2 separate regions of the Mus musculus genome follow, and region 1 is linked to region 2. Evidence: chromatin contacts called from public promoter capture Hi-C data. All regions are on one chromosome and are shown on one strand. Each heading gives the region's core, a stretch centred on a gene start, on an enhancer-like site or on the middle of the called end of the contact. The rest is flanking DNA. Distances are from core to core; before and after follow the strand shown. Region 1 holds the start of Ppp1r21 (protein phosphatase 1, regulatory subunit 21). Region 2 holds the start of Calm2 (calmodulin 2).

The links. Promoter capture Hi-C pulls out the DNA fragments that hold promoters and counts their contacts.
Region 1: a promoter capture Hi-C map of pre-B cells shows a contact between it and region 2, with 3 times the contacts expected there. The contact joins the promoter of Ppp1r21 here to the promoter of Calm2 in region 2. A contact is called at or near these places in 3 of 39 promoter capture datasets (the C10 cell line, liver and pre-B cells).

The regions. Positions count from the first base shown.
Region 1 is chr17:88,528,365-88,531,591 of GRCm38.p6, forward strand. Ppp1r21 (protein phosphatase 1, regulatory subunit 21) reads left to right here and starts at 1,760. Exons shown (of 22, transcript NM_028658.4): 1 at 1,760-1,954. The coding sequence starts at 1,898.
Region 2 is chr17:87,445,007-87,448,588 of GRCm38.p6, forward strand. It overlaps Calm2 (calmodulin 2), which reads right to left and starts at 1,929. Exons shown (of 6, transcript NM_007589.5): 1 at 1,787-1,929. The coding sequence starts at 1,789.

The sequences.
Region 1 (3,227 bases), core at 510-3,009, 1.1 Mb after region 2:
GTGTTTAAGAATAATGTTGGGCCGGGCAGTGGTGGCACACGCCTTTGATCCCAGCACTTGGGAGGCAGAAGCAGGCAGATTTCTGAGTTCGAGGCCAGCCTGGTCTACAAAGTGAGTTCCAGGACAGCCAGGGCTACACAGAGAAACCCTGTCTCAGAAAAAAAAGAAAAAGAAAAAGAAAAAAACCAGATGGCTCAGTAGGTAAGAGCACTGATCCTAAGGTCCTGAGTTCAAATCCCAGCAACCACATGGTGGCTCACAACCATCTGTAATGAGATCTGGTGCCCTCTTCTGGTGCTTCTGAAGTCAGCTACAGTGTACTTACATATAATAATAAATAAATCTTTGGGCCTGAGCAAGCAGGGACTGAGTGAGCCAGGCCAGCTGGAGTGAGCAGAGGTCCTAAAAATTCAATTTGCAACAACCACAAGAAGGCTCACAACCATCTGTACAGCTACAGTGTACTCATATACATTAAATAAAATAAAAATCGGAATAATGTTACTTCACATATTATGGAGATTATACACACACACACACACACACACACACAGTACATACTGTGTGTGTGTAGTCCAGACTGCTCTCAAACTTGACTTCCTCATGCCTCAGCCTCCCAAATGCTAGGACTGCTGGTATGACTAAACATGTCTGGCTACTTCCACTTCATAATTTTTAAGATTATTTATAGTATATTACAATTCACTATTTTTTTTTTAAAGACAGAGTTTCACTGGCTGGCCTGAAACTTAATATGTAAACCAGTAGAGATCCATTTGCCTGTCTGCCTTCTAAGTACTGAGATTAAAGGTTTATACAGCTGCACCCAGTGCAATTGACTTATTTAGCATAATGTTCATATGTATGTGTTTGTGTACAAATGTAGTTCATTAGTTTCAACTGTCATATTATGTCTCAAGAAACACATATCTTTCTTCATTCATATTATTCTAACAAGAAATACTTCAATGCTATACCTACATTAATCCTCAACAGAACTGTCAAAAATATTTTAAATGAAAAGGAGCAGTTTTTCATCATAAGGTATCTCAAGATATCTAGTCTAGCCGTTTTTTTTTTAAAAACAAAACAAAACATTAATGGTCTTTACATCTCAATGCGTGGTAGAAATTTTCAGAAACTGTATGTTCTTTTACGGCTTAAAATGTTCTGATAGATGAATAAGGGTCAGGGGCGGGCATGTGGCATTTGAGTAGAGAAAGGTCAATGACAAAACACAGAAGACAATGAAGGTTTTCTGATCTGAGAAGGGGAGAAGGGCAAACGGTATAAATATGTGCTAGGTTGGACGGTTTACAGTGTAGCACAAGTCTGGGTATCCAGATAATGAATGAGAAGGCGGAAAACAAGCTTCCAAGAAGCAAGCGACTGACGCTAGGCGGTTGCTATGGCGACTAGGGGACTGGGTAGCCAGAATTCTTGATGTTCTTAGAATGCTTCTCCTTGCATCCTCTGTCTCTCCCTTCGGTGTTCCATCCATTCCGTAGGCACTCATTCTCCTCCCGCTTGATTCTGGCTCGCCCGGAAACGGGTCGCCATCTTCCCGCCTCTTCCAACATGGCGTCTAGGGTCTCAGGAGGGGCAAAAGCACCGCACAGGCGGGTCCGTCGGGCCGCACATGCGCGAACCGGAGCACCAGAGGGCGGGGCGGTGATGTCAAGACGTCGCCCCGCCCCCGGTGGTCGCCCCGCCTCTGGTCCCGCTCCTCCTCCCTCCCGCCTGGAAACCCGGAAGTGGAGGAGGAGGAGGCGCGGCGGCGGCGGCGGTGCTGCAGAAGCTGGCTGAGCCCTGCCCGGGAGGAGCAAGTGTGGGGTTGGGGGCGGGGGGCGGGGCTCGGCAGCCCGGGCGGCCAGGCCTGGACGGGGCGGGGGAGGCCATGGCCTCCGCAGAGTTGCAGGGGAAGTACCAGAAGCTGGCTCAGGAGTACTCGAAGGTACCCATCGTGGGTGGGGGAGACAGGGGTTTCTGGCCCGGAGGCCTCAGCTGGCCGTGGCAGCGATTTGGGATGGTGGGGGGGATGCAGAGGGCTCCTCCTCTCCTCTCCACCTCCTGCTTCCACCATTACGATGCCTCCACCTGCAGCTCCATGGAGATAGGGCCGGGCGGTGTCTGGGTCCGTGTGCGTCTCTGCAGAAAGGAGCTGGAGTTTGAGTCTTCCTTCTCGCTGGACCAGCAGGCTTAGAAATGGAATGACAGAAATCCAAGGCACAGCTCTTGGTGCTAGCCTGAGGGGAAGGGAGGAATGAGGGACCACCCTATGCTCTCTGCTTTCTCAGTTCGCCCGATGATGGGGAAATCACCATCTCCTTTTCGCGAGGAGATGCTTTTAAAGTTAAAACGACTTATTTGCCACCACATCAGTTTGGGAGCGTAAACGGCCTCATTGGGATGGGTGCTTTGGAATACAGATGTTGTCGCCACTGATTTTGACAGCTTGGGTGGTGGGGCTGATGTCTTTTTCTCTTGCACCTTCCTTCCGTGGAATGGGGCAGTGCACACCGCAGGTTCTCCTTAAATACAGAATTATGCAAAACAGGGACCCGGCCTTCTGAAGTGTCAGTCTTTCAAATGGTGAAACCTTTTTCTTGGACAAGGGTGGTGCAGTTTCTGGGTAGGGTTTTCTGCCTGAAGAATATTCTAATGAAGTTATTAAAGCAGAATCTCACGCCTTTGAAAAGGATTCGGTAGTCGTGTTTAATTTCCAATTATCTTGGCATTCACAGAAGCAATGAAAAGATTTCGCCCTTTTTCTAATTTGAAAAAAAAAAAAACCCAAGTGTACGACATCCCCCTTTATGATTTTATTAAGCTTGTATTTGGGAAGGTAAAGTGAAATATAAAGAAATGATACTGGCACCTAAGCGTGCACCCTTAAGTCCTCAGCATCAGATGGGAGCCTTGATGGCATTCAGCTTATCACTCACCTTGTCCACTCCCTTTGTAGTTCCGTCTGAAATCCTCGTAGACTTCTGTGGCTCAGCGCCTGAGATAGTGCATTGTCTTTTGGGGGAGGATTCCCTTGTTTGGAACAGTTCCATATAACGAAGGAGGGTGGGTGGAGGATGGCAGTGCCCAAATTTGCCACTACTATTTTTGGTTGAAAATGTTTCATGCATATAAAGTAAGGGGCCCGATTTCCATCTCTGGAGGGTAAATAACTTTGAAAGTTTGGTTCCAAATGGCCAGTGAGTAGAGTTCCAGAAGGG
Region 2 (3,582 bases), core at 679-3,178:
ACATCCCAATAAAAATACAATGACTGCATGCAAATCCAAGGGCTTTGTAATCAGTTCTATATACATAGGTACCTAACAGAACAATTTTTTTCTCTTTAACGAAGTCCTCAGAATCTAAAGTCTTAAATATTATGAAGTTACTAGAATAGTTGTCGATGTAGCAACGATACATTTAAATATAAAACTTACTGGGGAGAACCACTGTTAAGATATAAATTCTAATTTTCCAGTAAAGATTTAAATCCTATGCTAACTAAAAAAATAATAAGTTACTATACAACTTGGAGTGTCAATTACTGCCTATAATTTACATCGTGTTTCCCCTTACAAAGAACAAATTCAGTCAGCATATTAAAATTCATTAGTTAAAAAATATATATCAAAAAGAATTCACCAAAGTTAAATGAAGGCTAGCTCTCTCAAGGTGAACACTCCCCACACCCAAGCAGGCTGGAGGTTTCAGTTGGCAGGGATTCCCAACTACTGTTTAAGATGTCACCTTGCCTCCTGGACACACCCATTGCTGTAACCATTTGGCAAGGGAGTAAAATAAGTATTGCAAATTATCGTCCTCATTAATTTTTTTAAAACAGAAAACACGAAGAGGGACTTATTTTTCAAAGCTCTTTCTAAAATCTCCTGCTCTCTTTTACACTCTTTAAGTGTACAGTTACTGACGGCCATTATTGCATAGGTGAACTGTCCGTAAGAACTAAGATCAGATGGCAACTTCCACTCTGAAACGCAAGTCGTTTTCAAGGAACTCTGCGTGTGGTAGAGGTGAACAGGAGTGCACCTGAGCACTCAAGAATTTAGCGACCCGCCCCTTAATTGCTACTTCCACTAGCTCATGGGGGCCGAAAAACGCCTTTGAGACCCTAACTGAGGTCGGTTGCTTTCCCTTTACGAGCTCTATTTTTTTTTTTTTTGAGAAAGCGCCCGACTTCCAGCAAAAGCTTGTATTCTTCAACGATTTAAAAAAAGAAAAAAAAATTAATCATCCAGTCTGGGTAGCGGAAGCCAGCACCAGATGGAGTGAACAAGCAGCAGCAGCAGCAGCCCTGCGCGGAGGGGGAGGGGGGACTGCTGGGGTCCCCTCCCCCGCCCATCCCCGCAGCGCCGCGGGCCGCCCAGACCTCCGCAGTCCTGCAGGTGCCAGCGCAGCAGCTGGGGCGCGAGCCGAGCCGAGCCGCGTAGGGCGGCGGCTCGGGGCCCCGCGCGCTCACCCCACCCGACCCCCGCGGCGGGGGTCCCCGCACGGGCTGGACCCACGGGGCGCGCCCCCGGCCCGGCCCGGCCCGGCCTCGCGGGGATGCGGGCTAACGGCGCCCGCTCGCCTCGGGGCCCCGCGCTCCTCCCCACCCCACCCCCCGCGCATGGCGGCCGGGCGGACAAAGGCGCTTCCTGGCGCCCGCGCTCGCTCGGCGGTGGCCGTTGGCGGTTTGAATCCGGCCCCCGGGGCTGACCTTTGGCGCCGCCTCGGCCGCAGCCCCTCCTGCTCTGCTCTCTCGACCGAGCCCACGGCCCCGCACCCCAGATCCATCCTCCCCCGGCCAAGCCCCGCAGCGGTCCCCCGACTCATCTAAAAGGGAACCCAAGAGGACAGGGGTGGGGGACACCTGCGACACAAGTGTCGCGGGGGGCCTCCTGGCTTTTTTTTTTTTTTTTTTTTGGTGCCGTCCCTCTGGCGAGGACAGTTCTGAGAGGGGAGGTCCCCTCTTTAGTCAATCCGCTTCAGCATCTTTCCCCGACCCGCGGGGCGCCGGCCGCTCAGCTACGCACTCACCATGCTGCAAGGGCTACGGGTTTCCGAGACGCGACCAGACAACCGCTCGACTCGCTCGCTCCACTCGGACTAATTCTCCTCCTCCGCCCCCAGCTCCTCATAAACACCTCCCTCCGCCTCCCTCCGCCAGATCCCTCCGCCTCATCCAGATAACGGAACCTAGCGAACGAGTCCCGGCCAGCCCCCGCCCCCTCCCCCCCCCCAACTCTCCGGGAGACCCCCTTTCTCCGCAGTCACTGGGCAGACACGCAAGAGAGAAAGGGGAGCAGGGGGACGGATGACGTAAGTGGGTTCCACTCCCAGGCAAGCCGTTAAAAGGCCGGGGGAACCGCGCCTGGCAGGAGCTACTTTGCGGCGCGGAGGAGCACCGCGGTGGCGGTCGACCAGGCGAACCTCGTTGAGCTTGCTGCTGATTGGCTGATTTGTACCTGCAATGCGTCACTTTCTCTCGCAGCCGGAACGCGGTTGCGGCTTCTGCCGTTGCTTGCTCGCGCCGCGCTGTCCTGGCAACTGCGCCAGGCGGCAGCGTGGCTCTCTCTGCGCTCGGCTGGAGGACCTTCTTCCACCCGTCCTGCCTGCCACAGACACACGCACACACTCACCTTCCCGCCCCGTATGGAGGTGCTGCTGACAAAAACAACACGGGCCAAAACAAAAAATAAATAAAACTGAAGGACACCCCCCCCCCCCAGTAAACACCCACCCAGCGCGCCCAGCTTCTCAGCGTTGCTGCATAGGGAGGCCGGTCGTTTTTCATTACACGGTGCCGAACCCATGCAGCTCAGCTGACAAGCTAATCAAAAAAGGGGCTTCCGTTTATGCCTACCCTTCGCTTCTCTTTCCTAGCAGTAATTTATCAGAAAGCTACTCAAACCCACTGTATCCGAGAGTGTGTGCTGTCGGTCTCCCCAAGGAGCCCCTCTGAAATTAGAAGCCCAAAGTAGACAACCAGAAAAGGATGATGGGGGTTAGAGAGGAAAATAAGGATTCCATCCTCAAAATACAGTGCCCAGAGAAGATTGATGGAACAGCCACGGCCCAGAGAGAATTAGGAAGATGGCGAAGGCAGAAAGAACTTCCCAGTTGAAAAAGCACCACCATGCAAACCCTCAAACCGTGGAGAGCAATCACTTTGTAAAAAGCAAGGCAAGATGAAACCTCAACTTCAGAAAGAAGCCTGCCTTCAGGATAGTTTCCCCGTTCAGCAAGAACATTTCGGTGCTAACAGCTATATGCACCCACTCGGAGAGTCCATTTTAACCTCCTTTACCTAAGTTAGACATCCCTCACACCTTTAAACATATCTTTTAATGAAGCCAGAGCTGGGCCCTCTTTCAGTCATGGAAACCAGACATTAAGCGGCCTTCTAATTAGCACTAACAAAGCTGACACCCTTTCGAACGAATGCCCACTCGATGGGAATACCAAACCAAACCAAACCTCAGATTTCTGTTTCTATTATCCTTGCCAATGTGGTGCCCTGATAATACTGAAAGGGAGGAGAGCTAATTAACCTTACCCCACAAATGAGATAAATATCATTATTTGGGAATATTACTTTAAAATGGGCACCTCCAGCCAAGAATCTGACGCCACCGTTCCGTTCCAGTGCACTACATTCTGGTAAATTCAAAGTTTTTCCAAGATATACCTCAGAAATTTGTCTGTGACTCCTCCTCAGATCTTCAGATGGAAGACCTACTAATTTTTTTTTTTGTCTTTCCGCTGACTCAGTAAAAATATTCTCTCCTTACACAGTACCCCATTAGCATGCGGTGATTTTACATATGAAATTT